Regions from separate parts of the Mus musculus genome. Here all the other regions are linked to region 3. Evidence: chromatin contacts called from public HiChIP or PLAC-seq data. All regions are on one chromosome and are shown on one strand. The core of a region is the stretch at or near the end of the contact, and the rest is flanking DNA. Distances in the headings are between cores, read along the strand shown. Region 1 overlaps Macrod2 (mono-ADP ribosylhydrolase 2). Region 2 overlaps Macrod2 (mono-ADP ribosylhydrolase 2). Region 3 holds the start of Flrt3 (fibronectin leucine rich transmembrane protein 3).

Region 1 (4,664 bases), core at 1,327-3,826, 880 kb after region 3:
ACAGCTTGTTCTCGCAGGTTTCAGACAAGGCATGCGGTAGACAGGTAGGGGTGGAATGGGATCGAGTAGAATTTTACAAGACAAATCTCAACCAGAAACTATTAATTTTTTTTTATCTCAAATTAGCATTGATTCCTGTAGTCAGTAATTGTGACCCATCAAACTTCTCCAGCTTCTCAGTGATGGTTTCCAAGAAGGGGGCAGGGCAGGATCATATAGAAGCTGTTGCCCTGGCTACATGGACTGCCATGATTAGAAATCTCCAGTCCCAATTTAAGGCAGTGTACAATCAAGGGACCTCTGAATAAAAAGTTAATGAGACATCACCCTAATAACCCATTTTTATAGCTTTTATTTCTGCCATCTTTTTTCTTCTTCAGTTGGCCCTCGGTAGACAGTCATTGGATTTATAGTATTCTACATTGATTCTAAGAAAAGCCAGTCTGGAGTTCACATAAAACATGTCTAATGTTTCATGTGGTCTTCTAGGATTAATTAGGGAATAATTCGATAGGAACACTCTAGAATTTAATGCTATCAATAATGTTTGTTTAACTCAAAATATGAACTCTTTTTTTTAATTTCTCTCTAATTGGGCAGTTTCATGTTTTGCAGAGAGGAATTAATAAGCAAGTTGACTCTAATTGGCTTGTTTTGACTGAAGGGTCTAAGCTTTAAAACAAGGAAGCTTGAACTTGTGTAACTTAAAGAACAAAAGTGTATCTTTCCTTAAAAAAATTTCATTGCGTTTTCCTAATTTTTCTTTTTAGGTGACTTAAGCATCTTGGATCTTTTTAGATAAAGAACAGGATTTAAACTTTTAGGGGAGAAACGGATTCTAACAGAAATAGTTTCAATTTGCATAAAACAATTAGCTATAATTAGCATGCAAGTTTTAATGATATTGTATTGTGAAGCTGATTAGGCCTAAGAGATTGGAAATTCAAGTCACTTCTATTGTTTATTGTATGCAAATCTAGCCACTTAGCTTTAATTAGACACTGAAACCCAGAACAATTATCAACAATTGCTTTAGTATTAATGAGCAGTGTGAACTGTCAATCATGACTTTTTAAATGACAGAGACTTAAAACCAGCTCATGTGACATCCGAATTTTTGGGCAATGAAGTCAAATCTAGGCCAATCTGGCTGAAATGTTTTTCCCTCTCTTTTGCTTTTTACATCATTTGACATCATTTTGCTCTGTAACATATAATAGAAGGTGGCTCAAAAAAGGTAATGAAGAAGTTCAAAATCAATTGTATTATTTTAAAAATAAAAAGTAGTGTTTTCAGAAGATTAATAAGGAGGATGGCTTTCAGTCCTATATTTGATGGGTTATGATGTGTTGGAATTCTAAAAGTGTTGGTAGGTTGTATTCAAGTTATTGAAATATGTTATACCATGTATACTACAATAAAAATCATTCCATTTAACAATTGCACTGTGATGTTCTTTTAATAACCTGATGGCATGGGAGAAAATGGTTAAATATCAATTGATTCTTCTTTGGCTACAGAAATTACAAAGAGGTGGTGAGCCACAGGTACTTAGCAAATGGCAAGCTTATCTGTCATTATGTCCTGATTCTGTATTCTCATCCTGCCTTAGTAGTCCTGTCCCCAGTACACATTCACACTGTCCACTAAAAATAAATTTAGCCTAATCAGGACAATGCAAATAACCTTTATTTGGGGTTAATTAGGATCCAGGAAAACAGATTCCGGCATGATTGAAAATCTGCAGAAGTGTTTCAAAACGATGGCTGTGTTTATTGCTTTAAACTGCAAAGTGCATCGGTGATTACATCACTGTGGTTTAACCAAGAATTAGCAGTGCGCTTGAGAATGTGAGGTTCTCCTATGAAACGTAAGTGTAATCTCAGTCTCTGAGTAGCTCAGAGGGCTTAATTTCCCAGAAGATCAGCACAGAGGTAAATGTAAGGTTACCAGCGAGGGAGAAGAAAAATGGGGTAGATTCAGCGAGAAAGGATTGATTCCAGCTGCCTTCAGGTAAGTGCTTTATTAAGAGAGGCTGGCAGGCCAGTGATGCAGTGTGGTGGTCATCTAAAGCAAGGGACACATTCTTAAAGGTTTCCAAAGGGAGAAGCAGATCCTGTACTGCAAGGAAGCAGGCTTAGTTAATATGTGACCTGCAGTACTGGAATTTGTCCTGGACAATGGTTACTCCGTTCTCTATGTCTCTCTATCTCTCTCTGTCTCTGTCTCTCTCTGTGTCTTTTTTTGTTCTAGGAATTATGGGTCTGCTTTTCTAAGATGCCACAGGAAGAAAGACTTCGGGGTTTGAAGTCTTTAGCAGTAAACAGTTTAGGAAACCAGTTTGGACTGACCGGTCTTGTAAAAGACCGCTCTTGTAAGGAGCATATTCTGTACTTGATCTTAGCCAAAAGGCTGAGAAACAATTGTAAGGAGCACATTCTAGATATCTGTTCAGAATTTCAGTTGATTCCTGACGAAGCAATGCTTATTGAGAGTGCTGGGAAGGAATGCTGCTCCAATATGATGCTCCTCCCTGGCAATACTGAGTGCCAAAATGACTTCTTCCTCCTTGGCAATACTTACTCACCAATGACTTCCTCTGCACACTTTCCCAGTGCCCTTCCCAGGGCTGGAAGCACAGTATCTAAACAAACCAATCCTATGTTCCAAAGTTCACCATTGATGGGTGGTCCTAGAATTCAGTCATATATTTGCTCACACAAAAGAAGAAGTTGTCACGTGACTCATTTATTTTCCCAATAACATTAACTATGTACACAAATAAAATTGCCTTTTAATTGTACACCTTAAGAGAGACAACTCACAAGCATATTCCAGTTAAATTTCTATTTCCTATAAATATACTAAACCACACATCTGTTACATTCTCTACATTTTCTTTACATTCTATTTTTTTCTTTTATATTCACACTTTGCCTGAACCTTTTCTCTTACAAGAAAATAAACTGCTAAAACCATTGGTACTGGCCTTGTTCTGTTTTACATTAGGTTGGTATGTTAACACAAGGAATAAAAAGTTACTGGCCACCATTTCTGCAAAGGTTGATTTCTGATTTCTCTAGCTTCTGTTGTGTCTGGGTTTCTCTCCTCGTTTTTCAGAAAAATGACCCTTGGTAGCCTAATAAATCAGCTAATAAAACTTTTTAGCATCTGTTAACATTCTCTGAGCATGCTACAGGCGTGTCCAATGAAGTTGCTAGGGAGCACAGTGGAGGAAATAATGGAGTAACACTATCAGGCTTTAAAATACTGTAGGAGTTCAGTCTTCCCATTAAGAATTTCTTGTAAATATTTAAATTGCTGGTGTAGATTGAGCAGAATTGAAAAATTGTGGGTATTATTTTCTCAAATGTTTCTTAATAGATTTAAAAGAAAAACCCATAAACTATGACTAATACATATTCAAGTGGTCATTTGAAAAGTTTTAATGCTCTCTTGTTCTTTAAATACCCACGCAAGAATATATATATATATATATATATATATATACATATACATATATATATAAAATCCCTACCCCCAGCCCCCAGGCTTTGAGGATATCTATTCTTTTTTTGTTTTTGTTTTTTTTTTTTTGTTTTGTTTTTTGTTTTTTGTTTTTCGAGACAGGGTTTCTCTGTGTAACCCTGGCTGTCCTGGAACTCACTCTGTAGACCAGGCTGACCTCGAACTCAGAAATCTGCCTGCCTCTGCCTCCCAAGTGCTGGGATTAAAGGTGAGGATATCCATTCGTATACTCTTCCTCTCTAGGCTACGCTTGGACCACTGTTGCTTTCAGAAGGTTTCTTTTAATAGTAATGGACTGCTTCTCAACATCAACTCTAGTGCTAATGGCACATAATGTCAGAGTCATAGCTACACAAATTAGTAACCCCTAGTTAGAGAGGAGGTTGGAGACTCTTGCTGAATAGAAATTATTAGGTGTAATGAAAGCTCATCCACACGTACAAACGTATTCTCTCTCTCTCTCTCTCTCTCTCTCTCTCTCTCTCTCTCTCTCTCTCTCTCTCTCTCTCTGCCTCTCCACACCCCTCTCCCCATGGGCTGTTTGTGTGTGTGTGTGTGTGTGGGGGGGTTGTTTCATTGTTGCTTTTTACCTGGGACCTATAGTTAGGCCCCAGCTCTTATCTTAATTTCCCTTTTCTTCCTCCAATATAGAACCTAAATCCTACACATTTAAATCACTGACACTTTGTTGCTTAAGAGTCTTCAGTGGGCCCCATTGCCCCTCTGCTCTTGTCTTTCAAACTGTTGACTCCACATATTCTTAGCAGGAGCATTTTTTTTTTATCAAGGCCTAGAAATGAGAAGGGTTTGCTTTCAAACTGGGGAAGGATAGGGACATGTAGGCTTTAGCAGGATGAGGAAACATTGCTTTTGTGTATCAACAGACATTGTGTGAACAGTTTGACAGAATGTATGTGTCAGATGGGAGCTTGTTCAAGATTTGTACAGAATTTTGTTGGATTTCCTTGGGGCTCTCACAGTTCCATGGATTGCACTGTCTTGGTTAGTTAAAATAGAATCACCATTACAACCTTCCTTGAGGGCTTGTCCCCTGAACCCTCTTTATGTCATCAAGCTTGGGGGTCACAAGTCATGTTTGGCCACCCACCTTTGATAAGCTAATTAAATAACCTAGT
Region 2 (4,462 bases), core at 141-2,640, 600 kb after region 3:
ATAGCTAGTGAATTAAGACTTGGTCAAAGATTATGTGATAGCTAGTTTAAATTTGGAGTTAAAATTGAGAACTTATTCTGCTCATTCTCCCCCCTCAAGTGAAGTGAGCCCAGAGAACGGAATGACGGACATGTGGGCCTCTAGTAAATGAGGTCACGCTATGTGTAGTACTTCAGTATTCAAGCTTCCATCTGAAAGTGGGTGTCAGGGAGAAACTGATTGCTGCAGTGGCTGAGGGCGGCTCCAGACTCTCCTGCAGCTGTCAGCAGTGCCCTGCTCTGCCCTTCCTTCCACCTCCTCCTGATAATCTGTTACTCAGGGGAAAGAGACCTGGGAGAGTGAAGTGACTCATTAATCTATTAGGCAACAGGACTCTGGGGTTTGACTCAAGCAGATCACAATGCCATCATCCTGGTTTCCTTGGCACCTCAGAGGCACAGGAAACCTGGGATTTGAAAGTCGTGAATTCAGTATTGACAGGGGGGGTGCAGAGAATGCCACTGGTGTTGGGCTGAAACAGGCATGCTGATTATGTAACAGATTCCAGCACACTTCCCACTGGTGGTGGGTTTGACTGACATTTTATGGGCCTTATTACTCTTGAAACTAACACTAAAAATGCCATGACAAGCTCAAGATGGAAATATGAACACAGAATCCTCTCCCTGCTGAACTAGAAAATGCCTTTTTGTAATCCTTCCCCGAAGAAGTTTCCTGGGCAGGGGGCTCTACTCACATGATTTAGAGTGATCAGTTTCCTGTGTGTCCTACAGGAAACTTGAGGATCTCGAGATAGAGCAACACTGCACAGTTTTGTCCACAGAACTTCTCTTTAGACACACATGCTGACTTTTGAAGTATCGAGTAAGATGCAGAAGACATCAATGGCTTGATATGTACTGTGTTTACAGGATGGATTTAGTGTTTTCTTGAGGATAATTTCCTGGTAGTGGGAGTTCATCATTTTAACAGTATAGAAACAGAGATGCAGCAGAAATTTCTCATTAGGGGATGCAAGATGATTTGCTTTTCTGATTACAACAGTTTGTTTTTATTGAATTGTTGCCTTTCCTTGAGGGAATCAGAATAGCCAAAACTCAGAGTTAGAATGCCAACCCCTCCAGTTTTCTCCTTTGTTCATACAGCACAAGGTGTGAGTTAGGTGCCATGCCCACCATCATCTTGGCTTCTGAGTCCTATCTGTACTGTTATATAATTAATAGTAACAATAACACAATGGGAATAAGAATTGGAATTACAGAATCCTTTATACTTTTGAACTCAGGCAGTGTTTCCACAAACACTCTGCTTTACATTAGTGTTATTATTTGTTTATGTTTTAAGATCAACCTAAATATAAAACATGGATGGAGTTGGTTTGCTTGTAATGTTCTCCCAAATTGAATGCCCTCTGCCCTTTAAACATGTCTTCCAGTGAAGCTTGTGTCGGGGCGGCTAGCACACACCGAAAGATCTCTTTGTTGAAGGAAGTTCTATGAAGGAACTGTGGTGTGAAAATCATGTTTCTTTTCATTAAGGATTGAGGGATGTGGGGTCAGAAATCACCTTGAGGTGCAGGCAAAGGGCTCATTTTTTTTTTTCTTTTTTGGAAGTACACATTCATTGTTGGCAAAGCATAAGTGGTTTTTGATAGAACTATTTTTGTGTATAAATTACTATAAATGGGCAACAGATGTTTGTGTTTAAGGGGCTTCCTTGGATTGGTCAGCAAGATAAGAATGCATGTGGGGACAGTTAAGGAGCAGCTGGTGTCAATTTAAAGGAAAGATGTCTTATCCTTCTCTGTCTTGGTCAGTCTGAGAATAGCAACCTCAGTGTGTGAAGTTATCGGTTCAGTGGCGATATAATATCCTGACTGGTTGGTTAGAGAAATCGACCAGTAACAGCACAATGAAAATGCCAGCTATTGGAGTCAAGCTCCCTTGGCGTTTCCTTAAGTGCTCTTACTAGATATGTAGTCTCATTCTCTTCAGTCTTAGGTATGGCTGATTTCAGATGATGCATTCTAATAATTTGATTACAAAGGTGATAAATGTTATCCTGTATAAAATAACGCATGGCTAGAGTCTTTCTGGAAGTATGGCTATGATTATGTTATTTAGACATTTTCTAACATTAAAATATGGAAAGGCAATCATGGTGGGATATAATCCTGCTGTATTTCAGGAGGTAGGTATTCATGTGAATGGCAAGGGAAAAGCCTCCTACACCCATTGCCTATTATGGATTATGTGATAAAACTAATTTGGACATTGGTTATGTATAAGGTAAAGACTTGTAAGACAAAATCCTACAGACCTTTATTTTGTATGGCATGGTTTTCAATCCCACAAGCAGTAAATTTATTGGTGGAATTAAAGCTACTGATGGAATTATTTTTGAATCTGCCTTTTGATGGCAGACTGTGTTTTTCCTTGTGTTAATTTCTTTTTAATTGAGTTAAGTCAGATTGTGTGTTGCACTAATTTCAAGTCTATGGAAGTTGTATGACCACCTTCAATCAAGAAAGAGAACATGGTCAACATCCCAGGATCCCCCTCCCCTGCTGCCTCTTCTCCTTTCATTCTCTCCACATGAGCAGCCACTATTCTGGGTCAGGTCATATAGGTAGGACACAGAAAACTATAATTAACTCTAGTCTTTCTCCAAAGCTCTTATATGAAATGCCACTTCACTTTTTAAATTCAATTAAAAGATTTGTTTATTTTATGTATATGAGGGTGTGGCTTATTTTAAGTATATGAGGGTATGTCTGTTCACCATTTATGTGCCTGGTGCCCAGGGAGATCAGAAGAATGCCTCTGAAACCCTGAACATGACATTATGAATGGTTGTGAGCAACTATGTAGATGCTAGCAATTGAATCCAGGTCTTCTGCAAGAAGAACAAGCTGTTAACTTCTGAGCATACTTTCCAGCCTTAGAAATGCCCCTTTAAAATACTCCAGATAACAGTGGTTAGCACAGCCGGATCAGGTGACTAGTTTAACCACAATGTTTGGTTTGCAAACAGGGTTACCAAAAAAGCAAACTAGTGGTTACACTTTGGCTATCCTCATGTCACGTGGAGTCCCACAGTTCCTTTTCTGTTGTGAACTATTTTGCCCAATAAAACATTTAAAATGTATCCATACTGCTTCACACACAAGTTACTCCTCTTTATTCCTGCATAGGGTCCCATTTATGTATAGATCAATATTTATACCTCCATTCATCTGTTTGGTGGGCATTTGAGTTTTTCTTTTTCATAATTTTTACTGTTGGAAGCAAAGCTGAGAAAAGTATTCTTGCACATGTTTTCTTGTGAACAGTTGTGTTCATTTCTCATAGATACCTGTGAGGACTTGCATTGCTAGGTGATAATACGGCTTAGAAATTTTAGCATTCTACAGGGTGTGTGCTGGTATTCACTGTGGTTTTAATTTGCATGTGCTTGAAAAGAATGGGACTGAATCTTTTTCCATATCACTATCAGCCATTTGGATCTTCTCTCTGCAAATAATTTCCCAAGCCTTCTGCTCGTTTCACCATTGGATGCTTTCCTTCTCTGTTTTTAATAATTTATGCATTGCAATGTAAATCCATTGTCTCCGGTAGACTGAATCATCCTTTGGATTGAATGGTCACTTCACCATACTTTAAAAAATTCCTATATAGCCCAAGCTAGACTCAGACTTGCTATAGTCCTGCCCCATACTCCCTACCCAACATCACTCCACTCTCCTAGTTTGCAGTGAACAGAAAAATTGAGTACATTGGATTTCAATCAGGTTTTCTTTTTAACAACTTATGACTATCTATGACCTGCTCACGGAGTCGATAGTCTTCTGCTGTCTTGTTTTTCACATTTACTTTCTGTGACTGTGATTTTTTAAACTCCTGTAAGAAGTTTTGGACTATTGTGTTTATTTTGTTCTTAATAGCAGAAATTTGAGCAAGACACAGTCAAGATCCTCATTACTAAAAGCAATGACAACTTTGCAATAAATGCTAAGCTGTCTTTTCTCTAGGATGGTTATAAGTGTTAACATGATGTTCATGGAAATGTTTGGAGCATTGTCATTGTTTATACTGTTGTGTTATCACATTTTCAGTCTTATTAAGGCTATGTACACCGACCTCTTACTTTCCTGGCAAGTGGATGTCAGTAACTGTAACTTTGAAGTTGTCATAGCTGAGACCTGGAATGATTGGGTAGGATGTTTGCCTTGACTGTTGCCAACTACAAGCTTTCTCTATACATAACATCAGTACGTGTGTTTAATAATGATGAAACTTTTCAAATGTTTATGATTCACTCCTAAAGGCATTTAGCTTTTAAAAAGCCATCCACGTACTCAAATAATCACGTTCTTTAAATGTGCATTGAAATACCTCATCTTCTGTAATGCCCTCACATTCTCCACATGACGTGCTTCCTTCCCAGTATGTCCTTCTAGTTA
Region 3 (4,440 bases), core at 1,926-4,425:
ATCTCTTGGTTGGAAACTGGTTTGTTGACTTTGAGAAAGTCTGAAGCGGTGGAGGTGTTAGAAGAAGCAGGAACATTCCTTTCCTGCTCCGGAGGGAGAGAGACCGCCATTCTGCCTCTGCCGGCTGATACTGCTGAGAGATTTACTGTTGAGTTTTGCCCGCTGGGGGGTGGTACACTCTACCAGAACACTGCTTGCAGAAGCCGCAAGTCAGATGTTGGCTGCTGCTGGCCAGTTTTTCCCTGGTTTAATTACAACAAAGCCTCCCGTTGAGAAGAACAGTGAAGGCCTCTGGGGCAAAAGGTGGGGGTTGGAGGGGTGGGGACCTAGGGGAGGGGGAGGAGGAATCAAAGCTTTTGAAAAATTCACCAAATCCTATTTCCCTCCTTGACTTCATTTACGGTTCTCTTCATTGACATGAAACAACTATTTATAATGCCTTTTACTGAACTGGAATGAAAACGAGAATGCAGAAAAGGGTTTATACAGAATTTTTAATTTAGCTTTAGGTTTTGCCATTAATCACATTCTTTGTTAACTAGCCCACCCACCTTTCAAAGGGAGGAGGGCTGAGACCGACTGAAATGGCAACTCTATGCTACATATTTTTAAATGACTAGATTCATATGAACGTTGGACTATCATAACTAAAATTCAAGGAAGAAACATTCATATCATTTTAAAATAAGGCATACTCCCAGCCACTAACATTTGTTGGGTTTAAAACTGTTCGAAATAATCCAGAAAATGGCCAGTAATCTTGGCCTTGGGATGTGTGGCCAAGAAAAGCACAGGGGAGAATCTGCATTGCTTGTGCTTGCCTGTTTCAAACTGATAATTGTATTTTTCATCTGGAGGGACTGACTGTTCATTAGGGTCTTCTGTCCCTAGGCAGGAGCCTCTGAGTATAATTGGAGTTTCTATTTGATTGGGCAATATAGCCAGAGAAGAAACTGGGGTAAAGATAATTAATAGCTCACTAACAAAGTCTGACAGCCACAAGATTTCAACCAAATTTATTTCACACCGCTTCATTTAGCTCTGAAAAAGTTTTGATAGAATCGGAGGCTCCTTAATTAACACTTGAAAGCAAAAGAAACATAGCTTCTATTAGCTGCCACATTTAGTTATGACAAATTTCCTGTTTTGTTTTGTAATTTTTGTTTTAAAAAAAACACCTTTATTTGCTGTTATCTCATAAACATCAGATTCAGGAATTGTTTAATTGGGCATTTTGAACCTAACCAGAATCGATTTTCAAAAGGGTATGCAGAGAAAAAAAAAGAGCCCAATTAATAACTGATTGATGCCACTATTAGAATACCCTATTAATGAATTCACTGTGTTTATTCATTTGCTAATATAGTTTCTCACCCTTGGGAGTTTTCTAGTAAAACAATAAACTGGTATTTCTTGTTCTTTAGTTGAACACATGTAATGACATTTTTAACCCTTTTCCTCATTTTAGGCTGATAAGTATATATATATATGCATACACATATACGTGAAGCTAAGTGATAACCAGCCTTTGCACAGTCATACCATTATGCTTGTTGATATTTGTAGTGATAATAATATGTTATGGCACTTTAAAAGAATTACCTTCTTTGCTCATTTCCAAAGAGATGGGTGTCAGTCACCTGTCACTCTGAGTCAAGCCTAAGTGATCGTAGCCTGGGAGCTGACAGGTTCATCCTTCTGTTTATACTGGTTAGGGTATTCTTACACAGTTAAGGATGAATAAAGGAATAGCCACAGCTGAAGCACTTTTCATGGCTTTGACCATGTTGTTTCATCCCAATAACACAGCAAATATGTGCATTTTGAAGCATAGATTTATTGAGAACAATCAAAATAATTATTAAAAACCATTTGATTTTGTAATTTGGAAAACACCAACATTTTCCATCTCCTTTTCATTCTAAATAAGTAATAAACCCGCTCCCAATGTTGAGAAAAGATGGGCCTGTTGCACTCTTTACCTTTATGCAACCATTTTGTTTCAGACATAATTTACTGAAAAACATTTTTTTTAATTAGATACACTTAAATACCTTTTGGAAGCTTTGTGGTCTAACGCATTTGTATCAATACAATATTTTTCACTGTGTGTTGCAAGTGAAGGGACACTCTGCCTTTGCCATTTGATGAGGCTTCCCTCCCCTGTTCCCCTCACTGCATACATCAAGCACGGCTTCCAGGGTGAGCTTTGTTAGTTTTTCTGAGTGGACTACCCAGTTACTATGCTAGTCACATTCTACACTCGCCCAAGCGATAGGCTTTGACAGTCTCCTGGACTGGGAATATGGTTTGGCCCGGAGATTCTGAGTTGGATTTACTAGTTGAGATTCCCGAGCCCGGAATGCCTGAAGGAGCTGGGGCCGGATAAGCAGTGCAAGCTTTCAAATCTAGGTGTAGCTGTTAATCCTCTACAGAGGCATCCCAGTCTCCCAGCGCAGCTTTGCTGGCGGCGAGCAAGATGTATGCTTTTCATGTACTGCGTACTCATGGGCTGAGGGGTTATTGATTTCTTTCACAGTTATAGAAACAGCGATAGGTGATCATACCACACATACAGTACACACCAAGTTAGCGACCTTTCGCTTTTGTAGCCGAGAAAAATCTGCCTCTCCTATCTCAAACACTCAACTTTCCAACTGCAGTTTTCCGTGAAGCTCTGCGCGGATAGAAATTGCTTGAAACAGAGAGGAGCTATTTATTATTTTTAAAAATGATTTAAGTCTGTAAGAAACTTATAACATTCGGCTATTTTGTAAGACTTTCCCTAGAGCTGGCTTGCACGCACATCTTTGACCCGTCCTGCTGACAGAGCAAACGTGGCTACTTGGATCCCTCATGGAACCAAGCTAGTCATTTCCTTCTAGAGAGTAAGAGCAAGCGAAGTTTCTGGGACAATTATGAGAAAAAGCATGGAAAACACTTACCAGGAAGACGAGGAAAAAGCAATCCTTTATACCCTGCTGCTACAGCTGTAATTCCATTGCCTGTGAGTTGAAGTAAAAACCCTCCCCCGTCTCCGGAGCGCGGCATCCAGTGCACACAAAGCCACGGCAGCTGCAGCCTGAGCGGTCCTGCTTCAGATCACTCCTGCGCTGAGGACTGCGCGCGAGAGCATCCAGTTGACTGCGCGCAGCCCACCTCCAAGTCTGAAGTTTAAAGCTTCACCTCGCAGTGGTTGAGGAAGGGGGTGATGTCATAGGTGGGCAGGACTTAGCCCAGCTCTTGTTCAGTGAGGTAACTGGATAATCAGACAGATGAGCTTTGCCAACGCTAGAGGGGGTGAGAGAAGCCGAAATGAGCCTTTCAGTTTGCCAAAGCTGAGATGCCATTTGGTTTGTAGGCAGCAACTCTGGAATCTCCGCGCTCCCTAAAGTTTACTACTGCAAGGTAGTGATAGCACACTCAGAAAAACACAAGCACGCTAGGAGAATATTTATAAGATCACAATAGAGAAACAGGTGTCTGATGCTCAAGCCATCTGTACCAAAAATAAGTTAACAAAAGTCAGATTATTTTTATTACATTAAAATCGTAACTGTGGAGAACAGAGGATGGCAATCCCAACTAATATTGATTTGGCAAATGAGAAAGCAGGGTCAAATGGTGATTTACTTAGGAGAAGGGAGAAAATGGAAGAACAGTGAAAAATATTGAAGAAAGCAGTCTTATTGGGAAGTAGAAAGGTTTTTTTTTCCACATGCATTTTCACATAATGAAGACTGTTTTATGTACTACTAGAGAGACCACCTACATGTGTGCATAAGGGTATACCTCTACTTCAGAACTAGGAAGATACAATCACTCATATTTATCAGTCTTCCCTAAAATTAAAAGGGTTGAGCCTAACTACATTCTTTTTTATTATTATTATTATGGTTTTTGCTGCCACGAGCATGGCTGCAGTCATCAATATCTTAAAATATCTGTTAGAAATGGTTCTTCCAGGTTTAAATCATTTTAATTTGCGTACATGAATAAATAGTGACAGTTGCAAGACACTAAGATTTCTCTGCCTAATTAACAGGATTCCAAGACTTTAATTTCCAGGTATAATTTTATCATCAGTTTTCTGTTATTTGGACTTGTAAGTTTTCTCCTAAGTAAGTGAATTTAAGTGACGAATCTTGTTTCTATATTTACCCAAATAGCAATCTCCTTTCCCTTCTTTCTTTGCTTGATTCTAACAAGCTCATGACTTTATCCTTTCTAGGAAATGGTCTGTTTGTCTCTGAAGGCTAGTTGTCTGTCTTAGGAGTACATGGCTATTCTCTCCGTTAGCTTCACGTGGTTCCTAACTTGAGTTTGGCAGCTGTTTGACCTTTAGAACTCCCCTCTGAGAATGGGTGCTCTCAGGAGTGGAAGGTGACCCCTCGATAAGAGATGTTCCGACACCTATTGTTCTATGCTTGCTCTCTTGCT

The links. HiChIP or PLAC-seq counts read pairs in DNA pulled down with a chosen protein or histone mark.
Region 1: a contact with region 3 is called in an H3K4me3 HiChIP or PLAC-seq map of embryonic limb bud, with 21 times the contacts expected there. The contact joins the enhancer-like site here to the promoter of Flrt3 in region 3. A contact is called at or near these places in 8 of 39 promoter capture datasets (the 3T3-L1 cell line, embryonic stem cells, frontonasal cranial neural crest and 2 more), 3 of 484 Hi-C or Micro-C datasets (the 3T3-L1 cell line, cortical neurons and uterus), 11 of 115 datasets of contacts at active chromatin or transcription factors (astrocytes, embryonic basal ganglia, embryonic forebrain and 5 more) and 2 of 9 other capture datasets (adipose tissue and embryonic stem cells).
Region 2: a contact with region 3 is called in an HNF4G HiChIP or PLAC-seq map of pancreatic cancer cells. The contact joins the enhancer-like site here to the promoter of Flrt3 in region 3. A contact is called at or near these places in 16 of 39 promoter capture datasets (the 3T3-L1 cell line, 3T3-L1-derived adipocytes, cranial neural crest and 10 more), 12 of 484 Hi-C or Micro-C datasets (the NIH/3T3 cell line, bone marrow-derived macrophages, cranial neural crest and 7 more), 18 of 115 datasets of contacts at active chromatin or transcription factors (astrocytes, bone marrow-derived macrophages, craniofacial prominence and 10 more) and 4 of 9 other capture datasets (adipose tissue, embryonic stem cells, liver and 1 more).

Annotation. Positions count from the first base shown.
Region 1 is chr2:141,553,840-141,558,503 of GRCm38.p6, forward strand. The region is part of intron 6 of Macrod2 (mono-ADP ribosylhydrolase 2); the gene reads left to right. Among named protein-coding and RNA genes, the nearest start is that of Gm25583, 84 kb to the right of the region's middle. Within about 2 kb of position 2,577, at least 4 of the 459 cell types and tissues checked have an H3K27ac peak or open chromatin away from gene starts, as enhancers often do. A contact at or near this core is called in embryonic limb bud, where this site is marked.
Region 2 is chr2:141,271,416-141,275,877 of GRCm38.p6, forward strand. The region is part of intron 5 of Macrod2 (mono-ADP ribosylhydrolase 2); the gene reads left to right. Among named protein-coding and RNA genes, the nearest start is that of Gm25583, 370 kb to the right of the region's middle. Within about 2 kb of position 1,391, at least 33 of the 459 cell types and tissues checked have an H3K27ac peak or open chromatin away from gene starts, as enhancers often do. A contact at or near this core is called in craniofacial prominence, pancreatic cancer cells and second pharyngeal arch cranial neural crest, where this site is marked.
Region 3 is chr2:140,668,301-140,672,740 of GRCm38.p6, forward strand. Flrt3 (fibronectin leucine rich transmembrane protein 3) reads right to left here and starts at 3,176. Exons shown (of 3, transcript NM_178382.4): 1 at 2,946-3,176. All of the region lies in intron 3 of Macrod2 (mono-ADP ribosylhydrolase 2), which reads left to right.